2 separate regions of the Mus musculus genome follow, and region 2 is linked to region 1. Evidence: chromatin contacts called from public promoter capture Hi-C data. All regions are on one chromosome and are shown on one strand. The core of a region is the stretch at or near the end of the contact, and the rest is flanking DNA. Distances in the headings are between cores, read along the strand shown.

The links. Capture Hi-C pulls out chosen DNA fragments and counts their contacts.
Region 2: a contact with region 1 is called in a promoter capture Hi-C map of liver. The contact joins two enhancer-like sites. A contact is called at or near these places in 16 of 484 Hi-C or Micro-C datasets (3T3-L1-derived adipocytes, CD4 T cells, cardiomyocytes and 10 more), 2 of 115 datasets of contacts at active chromatin or transcription factors (astrocytes and bone marrow-derived dendritic cells) and 2 of 9 other capture datasets (liver and pancreatic islet).

The regions. Positions count from the first base shown.
Region 1 is chr6:120,440,164-120,447,905 of GRCm38.p6, reverse strand. It overlaps Kdm5a (lysine (K)-specific demethylase 5A), which reads right to left. Exons shown (of 28, transcript NM_145997.2): 28 at 3,332-7,742. Among named protein-coding and RNA genes, the nearest start is that of Il17ra, 19 kb to the left of the region's middle. Within about 2 kb of position 4,090, at least 16 of the 459 cell types and tissues checked have an H3K27ac peak or open chromatin away from gene starts, as enhancers often do. A contact at or near this core is called in liver, where this site is marked.
Region 2 is chr6:120,732,155-120,739,896 of GRCm38.p6, reverse strand. It overlaps Cecr2 (CECR2, histone acetyl-lysine reader), which reads right to left. Exons shown (of 19, transcript NM_001368706.1): 4 at 6,027-6,166; 5 at 5,235-5,339; 6 at 2,749-2,798; 7 at 1,572-1,741. Among named protein-coding and RNA genes, the nearest start is that of Slc25a18, 38 kb to the left of the region's middle. Within about 2 kb of position 5,051, at least 1 of the 459 cell types and tissues checked has an H3K27ac peak or open chromatin away from gene starts, as enhancers often do. A contact at or near this core is called in liver, where this site is marked.

The DNA.
Region 1 (7,742 bases), core at 2,841-5,340:
ATGGTTGTGAGCCACCCACTTGGTTGCTGGGATTTGAACTCAAGACCTTTGGAACAGCAGTCAGCGCTCTTAACTGCTGAGCTGTCTCTCCAGCCTCCGGGTCTATACTTCTTAACTCTGTGCCTTTGTGTAAGGTTCATTTTTTTTTATTTATGTGTATTGTGTGTATCAATGTATATGTATGCTATATGTGTACATGTGTAGGTGCCTACAGAGCCCAAAAGGTTTCAAATCTCCTAGAACTGGAGTTTCAGTTAGCTGTGAGCCACCTAACCTGGATGCTGGCTGGGAACTGACTTGGATCCTCTGAAAGAGCAGCCAGTGCTCTTAGCCACTGAGCCATCTCTTCAGCCTCAATAGTGCATTTTTAGTTTTCGTGGCCTCTATAAAGTCTATAAACCAGGCTGGCCTCAAACTCAGAGATCCCCCTTCTTCTACCTTCTGAGTAGTGGGATTAAAGGTGTATATCTGAATCTTTGAGTTTAGTTTTTCCCATAAGGCTTTAACTTTTTTTTTTTTTGGCTGTTTTTTTTCTTTTCTCTTCTCTCTCCCTCCCTTTCTTCCTTTCTTTCTATGATTTATTTATTTATTGTATGTATGTGAGTACTAAGCACACTGTCACTGTCTTCAGACACACCAGAAGAGGGCATCTGATCCCGTTATAGATGGTTGTGAGCCACCATGTGGTTGCTGGGAATTGAACTCAGGACCTCTGGAAGAGCAGTCAGTGCTCTTAACCACTGAGCCATCTCTTACCTACTCTTTTTTTTTTTTTTAAATATTTATTTATTATATGTAAGTACACTGCAGCTGTCTTCAGACACACCAGTCAGATCTCCTTAAGGATGGTTGTGAGCCACCATGTGGTTGCTGGGACTTGAACTCAGGACCTTCAGAAGAGCAGTCGGGTGCTCATACCCGCTGAGCCATCTCACCAGCCCCCTCTTACCTACTCTTTATACTATTCTCCCTTTTCTTTCTCTCTCCCCCTCTTCTTCCTTCCTCTCTGTCTCCTGTCACTTACACATACATAATAATAAGATCTAGACATTTAAAAAAATGAAATATAACTCTTATTTCCAAGACAATAATCAGAAGAAAGGAAAAGGAAAGCTCCGCTAATAATATAATAAAATCTTAAATACTTATGAATCTAAACATAAGGGCTGGACAGATGGCTCCTCAGTTAAGAGCACTGACTGCTCTTCCAAAGGTCACGAGTTCAATTTCCAGCAACCATGTGGTTGCTGGTTTATACTCATGTGTAATGTGATCCAAAGCCCTCTTCAGATGTGTCTGAAGACAATTCATATACATTTAATAAATAAATAAATCTTTAAAACAAACTAAAAAGAATTGCAGTTTAAGAAATGTTAAGCTGAAGAGATGGCTCAGTAGTTAAGAGCACTGACTGCTCTTCCAAGAGGTCAAGGTCATGAGTTCAATTCCCAGCAACTACAGTAAACTCATATACATAAACTTAGTAAATCTTTTTAAAGAGTAGGGAAGAGAGTGATATAGAGTAGGAAGAGTGAGAGATAGGGAGAGAGAAGAAAGTGGGGAGGGAGAGAGAGAAAATGTACATGGAGAAGTCACAGAATAACTCTTTAGAATTGGTTCTCTCCTGTAGGTTCCAGGGCTCAAAGGAAGCTCTTCAGACTTTTGTGGCCTTTTAGCCACTGGTCCATCTATTTGGCTCCACTGCATGTTTTCTTGGGATAAGGCTTTGCCTTAAATATGTAGCTGGGGAGGGGGGGGTTGCGGTCTTAAATGCTTGTTTTTCCTGCCATTCCCTCTTGAGTACTGGCATCATAAGTGCACACGTTATAATATAATATAATATAGTATAGTATAGTATAGTATAATATAACATACAACTCTATGTTGATACTGTTACACATAACTGATAGGCAATACGGCAAGCATACTGAACACACACACTTGAGAGGTTGTGTTTGCACTACAAGTTTTGAAATGACTGTATGTAGAGATGCAGGGAGTTGCAAGCACAGGCCAATAGTCAGAGAGTAAACAACACACCATATGTACTTAAGAAATGTAGTCAAGAGGGGAATAATCTAGAGAAAGCTGCCATATCTCACAGTGGTTAACTCAGGACCGAACAGAGATGTAATATAAAGAATAAAGCTATCAAAGTATTAAGCCATTGGGGAAGTCCTTTTATATCATGTAATGCCAAAGCTCATTGTAAGCATGTCAAAAAAATAAATCAAAACAAAACTCAGGATCCATAAAATTTAAAAAGTTGGTTATCATAAAAGTTAAAGCAGACATTATAAATAAGGTTGAAAGACTAATAAAAAGGGGCTCAAAATTTGAAACACAAAATAAAGAATGCTTACAACATGCATAGCTCTTAAAAATCAAGAATTCAGGCAGGCAGTGGTGGCACACACCTTTAATCCCAGCACTTGGGAGGCAGAGGCAGGCGGATTTCTGAGTTCGAGGCCAACCTGGTCTACAGAGTGAGTTCCAGGACAGCCAGGGCTACACAGAGAAACCTTGTCTTAAAAATCCAAAATAAATAAATAATCAAGAATTCACATAATGCAAATGATACAGCCTTTAAAAAGCGATAAAATCAGTATTTATGGTTACATACCAATGTTCTCAATAAACTAAAAGGCAAGGTACAAGGCAGTACAGTGAGTGAGATTCCTTAATAAAGATGTACATATTTGCTTAGATAAATATAATGAGTGGCCTCAAAATAGTTAAGCCAGGCAGTGGTGGCACAAGCTTTTAATACCAGTGCTCAGGAGTTCGAGGCCAGCCTGGTCTACAGCGTAAGTTCCAGGACAGCTGGAGCTAACACTGAGAAACCCTGTCTCGAAAAACCAAAACCAATGATCAACCAATCTACCAATTGTTTGTATTGTAACAAAACAATTACAATAAAAACATTAAATCTTGCTAGTGGTCCTTTTGTGTGGAAAATTATTTTTAGTTATTGTAGCTCAAAAGTAAATGACCCACAAGGAGTTAAATAGCATCTTTAAGCATATAAGCTTGAAAATAGATGTTCAGCCAGGCGGTGATGGCGCACGCTTTTAATCCCAGCACTTGGGAAGCAGAGGCAGGCGGATTTCTGAGTTTGAGACCAGCCTGGTTCACAGAGTTCCAGGACAGCCAGGGCTACACAGAGAAACCCTGTCTTGGAAAAAAAAGAAGAGAGTTACTTCTCTCTATTTACAACACACACACATACCCTTTCTAAGCAGTGCTAACAGGATAACCACACCAATAATCAAATCATTCTTTCAGCCTAGCTCTTCATTTTATAGACAGCAAGTAAAAAAACAGCTTTGGCCCTGGTTAAAAGTGGCTCCTGTTTATTGGCTATTTTTCCTCAGGATTTTCAGTACTCATTCTAGAATTTACATTTACTTGGTAACCATTTGAAATCACCACCAATACAAATAATGGGATTGGCTGAGAGTTGGGTGGGGAATCTTGAGCACAGACATAATGGCAAACAATGTAGTAAAATTAGCTACAGTTCAGACAAAAACAAAAAACAAAAAACCAGATGCTCAAACATCATGAAATCAAGTTACAATTTCTGTAAGGCACAACTGTGGAGTAATTTTAATTCAGAACATGGCTGCTCTGCCAAGAGATCACATCCAAAGACCTTCTAGGTCTCTGTGATCTGGCTGGAATACAGACATGCCTTTAATCCCAGAGACATAGACAAACAGATCTCTGGATTCAAGGCCAGCCTGGTACACAGCAAACTTCAGGTAACAAGAAGCTCAAGTCCAGACGTGGGGGTACACACTCTTAATCCCAGCCCTCAGGAGAGAGAGGCATGCAGATTTCTCAGTGCTAGTTAGTTCTCTTTAGTCATTTCGGTTGAGTCAGTTCAAAGGCAGGCAGTGGAGCTGAGTTCGTGGAATTCAGAGGCAGTTTACTGGGAGAGTTAATTTTACAGAGACAGGTGAAGACAGAATGAGCCAGAGAATGAAAAGGAGCCAGAAGTTTGGAACAGATTGCTAGAGTTAGCAGAGCAATTCAAGCAGAGCAGAGAGTAAAGCCAGAGTTCACAAAGAGCTAGAAAGGGCAAGCACAAAGTCTCGGAGGTGAATATATTCTAAGCTTAGGTTAGCAGAGGGAGGCAGTAAGCCTGAGAACAATTAAGCCAGACGACTAAAAGTTACTCTTACACACAACCAAAAACCCTGGTAAAATTTAATGAACATGTAAGGGAATCATCAACCGGGGGAGGTTCAAGTTCTTAAAATATATTCCTGTTTAGACAGACATATCATTGTATAAGATGTTGTGTCCCTTCCCGGTGCACATCCTATGCCGCACAGCGGTGAGTGGATCCCGGCCAAGAGAATACTCCAGTCTCAGACATCAAAGTCCATTCTTTCCCTCTTGTGCTATAAATACCACGTAGTAAATCCATATTCAAAGTAACGGTGTGGTTTGATTTAAAGGGACAGGATGTCTGAAAGGTACTGTGCTCAAGGACCTACGCTAAAAGCAACATTCTACACACATAAAGCGAATTCACATTTGAAACTTCATAAATGAAACTTCATTGGACTTGGTTTAGGGTTATTTGGGACTTAAACAACTTAAAATCTTTACACCTTGCAATTTTCAAAACCCACTCCAAATTGTTACTTTCTCCCAAAAGTATTCTGATGTAACCTTTTGAAAGGCAGGGTCTCTCTGTAGCTTTGGCTGCTCTTGAACAAGTTCTGTATACCAGACAGGCCTCGAACTCAAGAAAGATCCTCCTGCCTCTGGCTCCTGAGTGCTGGAAATAAAGGTGTGCTTCATAACTGCTTGGCAAAAGGCAGGCTTTATTTTTCCATTATTTCTATTTTAATGGCTGACAGGCAGTTTCTTTTCCTTTTTTTTTTTTTTTTTTGGTGACAAGTTCTATTATGCAGCTCTGGCTGTCTTAGAACACACTATATAGACCAATCTGCCTATGTCTCCCGAGTGCCAGGATTAAGTATATACTACCATGCCCAGCTGACAAGCAGTTTCTTTATATTCACTGAACTGTGTCCAGCAAACTAAGAAAAACAAATTGACATTTCTTGGACCCTGTTGAGGACCAAAGGCGGAGCTGGAAAGGAAGGGAAGGACTTGTGAAATCACATCCATCTCTCAGATCTGGCAGTGTCTGCCATGTTCCTCAGGTCATGGGCAATCACAGATTGAATGTTTGCCTCCCAGTTCTTCTAAGTATGCCACACTGTAATTCATAATCTCACTGCGGCTCAAGTCAGAGTCAGCCAGGCAGAGCTGGTTCACAGCAGCCACTGCTCATGGTTTCTGCAGCAATAACAGGAGGTGAAACAAACATCTGCCTCTTCTCCAACAACTAGGGACCTGTAACGACTGCTACCTTGTATTTCTGTAGAGTTCTAAATGACCTACTACCTTTTCTTTTCTTTCTTATTATGTAGCCCTGGCTAGTGTAGAACTCACTGGACTTAAATCTTCTGCCTCTGACTCCCAAGTGCTAGGACTTAGTGTGTGTGCCAAAACACCAGGCAGACTTCCAACTTTTTTCATTCCGTTACCTTTGTTAAAGTATAATGAAGGCAGTGAGAAATAGCTTAAAAAATATTAAACACTTAATAACGAAGAAGTGCAACTTTGAGGAGTCAGAAAGAAACATAAATCAAGTTTTAATACAAAATGTAAACAAACAGTACAGAAGAATGGAGTTACTTGCAATTCTTGTGAAACAAAGCTTTACATTAGAACATCTACTTTTCCTTAAATAGATGACTCTTTATTTCATTAACTCACAAACTATAGGGTTTTTAATTTGTGGGTAGAGTGCTAGTTTCTCTTATATCCTTAATTTTTTAAAAAAAGATTTTAATTACTTGTATTTGTGTTTTGAGTATTTTCCAGAATAGATGTCTGTATGCCACATGTGTACAGTGCAGTAACGTCCAGAAGAGGACATTACAGATGGCTGTGAGCCACCATGTAGTGCTGAGAACTGAACCTGGGTCCTCTGGAAGAGCAGCCAGGATTCTTAACCGTTGAGTCATCTTTCCACCCCCTCCCTTATGGTCTTTTGAGTTTTTGTCTAAATCTATGGTTAAGATATCAAAGTCTTCAAATAAGTACAGAAGAGCCGAATGAATCAATTAAATTATATATTTAAAAGTTTCAAAACATCAGAAGATGACAGGCAGCTATTCACAGGTACAGACTGCCTATGTCTGAGGTCTCCAACAGACAAACACTGTACAAAGAACACAAATTACTCAAAACAGTCACCTTTCAGTATCCTCATGACTCCTTACTATTGATAACACAGTTAATGAAAAGTAGTTAACTGGAAGGAAAATCAAAATTGTAAAATGTATTCTGGGATTCTATCACTTACATTGTAAATTTCTGAAGGGTTGGTGTACACTCAATTTTAAACCACAAGTATCTCAAGTCTTTTACAAAGACTAAAAGTTAAGAAATATTGTGCTTTTTTTCATTATAACAATAACCAAATAAAATTCTTACGTGATAATCTTCATGTTTGGCAAAATGAAAATGTGTGAAATTAACTATTTACTTAATTAACCTTGTAACCATTACTGAAATCTTAGCTCACACTCACATTGAGATGGAAATTCAAGATACAAGCACAGCAACACATTCAAACAACATAACTGGTCAAGATATGTTACTTAACATTAAGTGAAGAGACCAAAAAGTAGGTAGTATAAACCAGAGAAAGTATTTTCAGAAATTGGATGTTGTACCTATAGCCGTACCACCTGCACGTGTATGTCTCCTCTGACCTTGGAAGCTAAGCAGGGCCAAGCCTGGTTAGCACTTGGGATAAAGGGTTTTGTAAGAAAACCTTTTCTTTTCCTAAGATGCCTTTTGAGGTAGCCCTCATACCCACACAGTCTGTAACTGGACAGTACATCTCACTTCTAGTTACTAGAAGACATTTATTTAAGAGACTGGAGTAAAGGGGAACAGAGGCTACAAACTTCCTAGGTTTGCTCAATGCCCCTTTAACAGGACAAGTGATGAGTTTAAGTTAAATTGCAGATTCTTAAACCAAAATAAAGAACAAAGGATAGTGAAGATAAACACCATTTTTAGAAAACCTTTTTGTCCTTTAAAATATATTATTCTCCTTCTAGCAGGAGTTTACAGAGTCCACCTAAGACCTTTGTAAGAACACAGAACCCAATAGGGGCAGGGGGGGGGGGCACAGCACCATAGTTTCAGACATACAAAACATTCAGCACTGACTAGAATAAGACCAAGCTGCCCAACAGACAGGGACAAGTCCCAACATGGAGGAAATATATTATCTATTTGAATAGAAGAAAAGTGGAAGATATGTTTAGGTGAGAATGAAGAAGGAAGTGCTAACTCCTTGTACTACAAGGAAGGAATGGGATTTCTTTATCAAAAAGCAGAAAGAAAATGCAAGCTTCCAAATGGATTTCTGATGCTCAAACTCTATCATACGCTGCTGGTAACAGTAAATATATATATATATATCTATATTCATATATGTATATCAAAAAAGGAAAAATAATCTATAGAACAGTCAGTAGTCAGAGACATTTAGAAAAAAGTAAAAACAAGTCTTTCTTTTTAAAAATGGGTTTACTAGAACAGCTTCACACCCAGAGGACCTACAGCCCCACATCCTCTGATGAAGCCATGGTGTTATTCACAAATATCTGCTGAGGCCATGTTGGAAACTACAGGCA
Region 2 (7,742 bases), core at 3,802-6,301, 290 kb before region 1:
GATGGCAGAAGGTTCTGATGACGAATCCAGTCATCCAGCACCTGCAGGAAATCTTACTTAACATACATTTTAATCACATTCACACAATAGTTTTCCACAAACATTCTACACGTTTGCAGTTTACATTCTTTTTTTTCTTTTTTTTGGTAGAGGCTTTAGATTCAGCTCAGTGAGGAGAGCACTTGCCTGGCACACTTAAGGCCCTAGAGCCAATCTCTAGTTTTGCAAAAACAAATTTGTTGCTGTTATATCGAAAATAGCAATATTAACATTATAGTCAAAATTTAGCCTTGACTTGATGGATTACAATGTATTTTTTATTTGGTGTGGAGGTAGCTCTCACATGCTAGTACAAACAAGCAGACACAGGAATCAACAAAGTCTAAGCCCGGAGGAAAAGTCCCACTTCTCTCTCTTTTTTTTTTTTTTACGTATATATGAGTACATTGTAGCTGTACAGATGGTTGTGAGCCATTATGTGGACAGTCCCACTTCTAACTAAGAAGCTATTTGCAACTGATAGCTGGGGCAGGGGAGGGGGTGTGGCAGGAGGGCAGGTATGCCTGTTTTCTCCAATCCGTGTCACTGGATTTATCAGTCCCTACTTGAAGAGCTATAGGCAGCAAATGGTTGATAGAAGAAGAGTCATAATCATCAGGGGTAAAGACAGTGATAAACTGCTGTTGCTCAGTTACATAAATCTCTACCCAATGAAGGAAGTTTTATGCAGTGGGCCATAAAAAACAAAAAACAATACAAAAAGACAGAAACATAAGAGGATGACCTAGAAGAGGGGTATTACCATTGTATATTATAAATAAATAAAAATACTAAGGAATAAATCATTGAACGCCAAGACTCCAGTGTCATCAGATGGAGCTCTAAGTGGGGCTTAACAAAATGTGTGTGTATGTGTGGGGGGATTGACACAGACAAAGATAGAGTGCACATGAGTGTAAGTACTCACAGAGTTCAGTATGAGCCTAGAGCTCGAACTACAAATAGTTTTGAGTCACCAAACATGGGTGCTGGGAACTGAATTGAATTTGGGTTCTCTGCAAAAGCAACATGCATGCACTTCTAACCCCCGAGCCACAATTTTGAATAACATCCAAAACATGAAAAGGGGGGCACAAAGTTATTTACTTGAAAATGTCATGTATAGGGTGTATGTAGACTGAAATATAGTTCGTAAAGTTTACACTCAGGTCAGAGAAACTACAAAACAGCTCAGGTGTAGTCAGGTGAGGAACTTTCACAGGTCTATAGGGACAAATGTTCAAAGGCTGACATTGTGAGGGCGAAATAGGTTAATTCCTAAAACGATCATTTTTCTTGGAGTGTGGGAGAGAGCAAACTTGGGCCAAGTTTTCTAGTAAAAGTAATAGGAAAACAAGAAAGCTGGTTCCAGTTTGCAAAAAGCCATTGTAAAGACTGCAGGCATTAGCCATGGACTTAGAAACATCATAAATGACACCAGGATAGGGAAAGCAGGTCCACACAGCTCCTACATTAACACCCAGTCCTATCAGGAAGGAACAGCATGGGCCTGAGCAGTAGGCAGGACCTACCTTCTGGGCAATCATGTTGCAAATTTCAGGCAGGAAGTCCTCGCTAAGGAGCTTGTAGAGTTGCCGCTCTCGGAGAGAGGTCCGCTCTCGGAAGCTCTCAGTGACCTGTCTCCATTCTTCTTCTGTTTGACACAGGAGCCACCAAGTACCTTGGCCTGGCCCTCGGGATCCTACAGAAAATGGATGGATTCACTAAAATAGAGCCTACACTAGACTTTTGTTCCTATTACCCTGGGTCATGACTCAAACAGAGGAATCATAAAAAAGGAGCTGCTAATCTTCTCAAGTCTGATAGCACGCTCTTTTCTTTCATAGAATAGGACCTCAATATGTTGCCTATGAAAGTGTTGAACTCCAGAGACTAAGTAAACCTCCTGCCTCAGCCCCAAAAGCATTGGGATTACAAGCACTTCACCCAGTGTCTAGAAAATAATATATACTTTTTTTTTGGGGGGGTGGGGTCTCATTATAGACTAGACTGGCCTTAAACTTGCCTACCTCTGCCTCAAAGTGCTGTGATTATTATACTTTTAGTTTTCCTATTATTATCATTGTTTGTAACCAGACAAATGCCTAGCAAAAACAAACAAGGAAAAACCCAAAACAACAACAAAACCCCTCTTATTGTGATTTAAAGAAAAATTTAACATTCTAGAAATGGTTAAAAATATATTATTTTTCTAGAAAAATGGTTTTGAAACTGAGATTGTGTACAAATTGGCTATTTCCTTCCAAATTTAAAACTTTTGGATACAGAATTAAGATCTAATCAAGGTGAGGTGTGGCATATTCCTTTAATCGCAGCACTTGGAAGGCAAAGGCAGGTGTCAAGCTGGTCTATAGAGTCAGTTCGAAGAAAGCCAGGGCTACACACAGAGAAACCTTGACTCAAAAAACTAAAATCTAATAATGCATTTATGTGTGTATGTATATACAAACATGCATGCATTCAATCCTTTCCAGGTCCCTAACTGCTTGTCTACGCAAATGTCTGTGGCATATACTGTGGCAGGTGACAGAACAGAACTAGTTCTCATCTTAAGTGTCTGAGATGGATGGCAGGGGAAAGGATGAAACAGGGAGCAACAAGCTGGAGGCAGTTGGAATCATCCTAATACAATGTATGACTGTAATATATGTATGAATCATGCTGAGAGACAGCAACAAATATCATTACCATTTCTTGTCTGTAGGTCAGATGTCAAGGAGTTTTCTTCCTGCTTTTCACTGAAAAACAAGAAAAAAGAGAAAATAATTAAAACACTCACATGCCCAAATTGTTTGTCTTTCTTGCAGGTGTGGATCCAGTAAACATAATGGTGGCTAGGACTGGAGTCTGTCAGAGTTCAAAGTTAGGAAGAATAATTCTAAAGAGAAATAAAACTAGAATGGATGGTGGGCTTGCTGCAGAGAACGGGAGTGCTGAGAGCCAAGTATCAAGGTTATGGTAGCACCACAATGAAAAGGGAAATGACAGTTGCGATTCTGGTGCTCTCTCGCTGTGGTTCTGGGCTACACTAGAAAGGAAGCTTACAGTTACACCCTTAGGAAGATGGACTATGAAACTGAACTGCCTCTGCTCAAGACTGTCACTTGCCAGTAGAGGGTAGTATAAGCCCATGTGTACCAATACAATGGTACAATGGTTCTATATCCCCAACATTAAGATAGGTATAAAACAGATTTCTGACTATAGAAGAATGTGTGGACTTCTCAGGAAATCCTTAAACAAATGCTCAATATATAGATCACAAGTGAGTACAGACACTTTCCAAAAGGAAGAAGGACCAGGCAGTTGTAATCTTAAATTTAACAGATCTTACATACTAGCCTAGCCATGTGATTTCTAAGAATTCTTCCCATTACCACCTTCTTGTTATTACAACCTTGCTATGTAGTTCAGGCTAGTCTGGAACTTAGGATCCTCCTGCCTTTGCCCCTCAAAGGACCTCCTTTCCCTCAGTCTCTCCTCCATTTTTGTCCCTGCAGTTCTTTTTGACAGGAATAATTAGCTGATCCGAGGCAGTTATATATACATATACAGCAGAGGACTGCCTGGTCTGGCCTCAATGAGAGATGATGTGCCTAACCTAGCTGGAGAGACTTGAGGCCCTAGGGGGTGGGGAGGCCTGGCAGAAGGGTGGAGGTGGCGGTGAGGTGCGGGTGGAGGCATTTTGTTGGAGACAGGGTGGAGGAGAAATGGGATGATGAGCTGTGTGTGTGTGGGGTGGGGGGGCAGAAAAAAAGAAAGAAAAAGAAAGAAAGAATGTAGGCTGGGGAGCTCCAGAGAACCTGGGGTCAGTTCCCAGCACCCACATAGGATAGCTCACAACTGTCTGTAACTCAAGGTCCAGTGGATACAACTCCCTCACACAGACATACATAAAAGACAAACACTAAATATGTACAAAAGAATAAGCAGATAAACTTTTTTTTTTTTTTTTTTGGTTTTTCGGTGTAGCCCTGGCTGTCCTGGAACTCATTTTGTAGACCAGGTTGGCCTCGAACTCAGAAATCCGCCTGCCTCTGCCTCCTGAGTGCTGGGATTAAAGGCACGTGCCACCACGCACCCCCGGCTACTTTTTTTTTTTTAAAAAGAAAGAAAACAGCTGGTCAAGCCACGTGAAGCAAGGCAGTAAGCAGCATGCCTCTATGGCATCTGCATCAGCTCCTGCCTTCAGGTTCCTGCACTGTTTGAGGTTCTGTCCTGACTTCCTTCAATGAACTGTGGCATCAAAGTGTAAGCCAAATGAACCCTTCTCTCCCCAATTTGCTTTTTGGTTATGTTGTTTCATCACGACAAGAGAAACGCTAAGATGGCCAGGTACCCAGGCACGGTGGTGCACATGTAATCGAAGTGTTAGGAAAGACAACCATGATCAAGGAGGACACCAACATCAAGTTCTGACCTCCACATGTCCACGCAACCTCATACTCACACAAAAATAGTAGACCTCCCTAAAAAGTAATGACATATAAAATATTTTATATATATTTTGTCATTGTGAATGTACATGTTCAAGCACCTTCTTTACTACAGTGGAAGAACTAAGCCAGATGGTGATGGCATACACCTTTAATCCCAGTACTAAGGAGACAGAGGTAGGTGCTTCAAGGCCAGCCTGGTCAACAGAACAAGTACCAGGATAGCCAGGGCAATAGAGATAGACACTGACGTTTAAAACAAAACAAAACCAAAAAACCAAAAACAAATACCCCACCTAAATCTGTAACCCAAATCCTTGTATATTCTATCAATTCACTATATCCATAGCTCACAAGTAACCCCAGAACAAATTTACCCCATTTTCTAGTGGTATAACACATTTTGAAATATACACTAAAAGGAATGTTTATCAAATACTATGGGTCAAGCACAGCCTTCATCTTCTTGTATTGCCATGTACTGTCCTGTGCAGTTTAATACTCACCAAATGAACAACTATCATCCAAATAAAGTAAGAGGCTCAAGCAGATAACCTGATAGATAGAGGTCATACAAACAGGGCTGCTTGATAATTTCATGTGGACTCTGACTCAGGTCTCTGTAAGCTATGACCTATGTCCTCTCTATGCACAAGTAAAAATAATAAAGATGAGGGGAAACTAAGGTACCTTCTAGTATGAGAGAGTCTATGAAAATGGAGCAATGAGATTTCTTACCTGGATATAATCTCCTCCTGTAGCTTTTTTCGCTTTGGAGGCCTTCCTCTTCTTTTGCCTGTTTTTCCAGGAACATTTGAGACATTTTTTTGCCTTTCACTTTCCCTAAGAAACAGTATCATTAAATAGAAATGTTCTGGCATAGTACTAACAACTAATATCATTTCTGCTATTAGTAATTACAGTGTTTTCTGCCATAAGGATATAAAAATGGATTATGCAAAATAGAAGAAACGGGGAATAGAGTGACTTCTCTTCCATAAGAATTTATGTGGAATCAGAGAAAACTGACATTTATTAAAAACAACCTAACACCTTCCTAGCAACAAATGGTGTTCATAACAGTAAGGAAGTCGCAATAAAGCCAGAGCATCACTCGCTCACGAGGCCACAGGAAGGAGGCCACCGCTTATGTACGAGGCACTTTGAAGGCCTTACTTTGCATCATACTAAGATTCTGCCATGGGATTATGGACCGTTGAGGCAGATTAATAATCCTAACAGGAAAAAGTACTCAAAGCTACTGTATTCAATAGTCTGTGGAACTGAAAAGGTTCTTATCTGGAATTTCTCCATGTTCCAATCATAGTATTTTTCACCAGTCTTGTGGCAGAGGCTATAGAGTAATTCCTTTGTATTTTTAGTAAAAAACTCTTTGCTATTGTATTTCAGGCATGCCAATACAATTAATTATGTCATTGAAAAAAAAAAGTGCTGTATGGTTCTGATATACTAACTTTCATAGCATTTTTAACAGAGCAGTTATCACAGCCCCGACATTAGAGACAGTACCTGCACAAGGAGAGTTCTCCATTGGACCTTCCTTGTACTGGGTCTTCTTTGTACATTCGTGTCCCATAGAAGTACCAGTAGAGTGCACCTGAATTGTCTTCACCCAGAGGTTCAACTCTGAGACTGTCTGCATCCAGACCCTATGCAAAAGGAGAAAGCCAATTTGGGAAGAAAAAAAAAGGGGGGAGGGGAGAGTAACAAAAAACAGGTGGAAAATAAACAGTCAACTCAAAACTTATACTCAGATACATATCGTATTTTAAAATGGCAATGTGCTTTATGTTTCAGGCAGATGAAATTCAGAGAGGCCTCTTTGATGAACAAGATGAAGAAATTACAAATGTTCCCCCCTATACCCAACCATGGCTTCCACAGCTGGCTCACACAGAAAGAGGAATCAAAAGAATTCTAAGACTATTTGGTTTAGGATTGCTACCTTATGTGTACTCGTGTGAAAGGAAGGACAATAACACCAAGGACAATCAGAACTTTCAATACAGTTCTCTCACAGAACAGCCTTATACTCTCAATTCTCCTGCCTCAGCCTCCCAAGTGCTGGTATTACAGAGGCTGAACAAGCTTGAACCCCTATCAAATTTCCAACCAGATCAACCAGACAGATGTTCTGAAGGCTTTGCTTCATGTAGTTTTGTACTAAACCTTTGCCATATGTATGTATGTACGTATGTATGTACGTGCATGTTATGTTTATGTTTGGGTGCCCAAGGAGGACAAACAGGGCATTGGATCTCATGAAGCTGGAATTACAAGCAATTGTGAGCTGCCCAATGTAGGTGCAAGAGAACTGAAACTGGGTCTTCTGGAAGACCAGTAAGGACTCTGAACCACTGAGCCATCTTTCCAACCAATACAGCACCTTATTTTTTCCAGCTGAGATCCAGCAAAACAATTCCCAGAGCACTTCCAGGCCATATGGGTCTGTGCTGGCCTTCCCACTGTTACTGCAAGTACTCAGCAGAGACTGCACTAAATTATACGACTGTTATGTGACTGTTACATTTGGATTAGAAACTACCTCCTGCAGGGCATGGTGGCGCATGCCTTTAATCCCAGCACTCGGGAGGCAAAGGCAGGCGGATTTCTGAGTTCGAGGCCAGCCTGGTCTACAAAGTGAGTTCCAGGACAGCCAGGGCTACACAGAGAAACCCTGTCTCGAAAAACCAAAAAAAAAAAAAAAATAAAAAATAAAAAATAAAAGTAGACAATTCTTGGGGCTAGAAAGAAACTACTTCCCACACTGAGTAGTGGCAACACCTTTACTCCCAGTGCTTGGGAGGCAGAGGAAGATGGAGAGTTTAAGAAAAACCCTATCACAAAACAACAACAAAACTGACTTCACTATTTGTGAAAGCATTATTCTACCTCCTTTCCCATTACATATATAAATAGGTAACAATAATATATATTTCTAAAATTGGTAACATCAATAGAGCAAGGAGGACAGAAGAATATCTTTCTCCAATGTTTTGTTTTTAAATTGGAATGTGTATAAAAAATATAGTTTCAAGTCTCTGGAGTTTGTTAATTACAGAAAAAAAATTCACTATTGTTTGTTGTGGGAAATATTAAAAAATGAACGTGCCAACTCTCAGCGGGGCCAGGCCATGCTCCTGCACTCCTGCTGCCACCAACAACTCTCTAGAGCTAGCCCCTGTGCAAGGTGATCTCACTCACGCAGTCTCTTGGCCCGCCAAC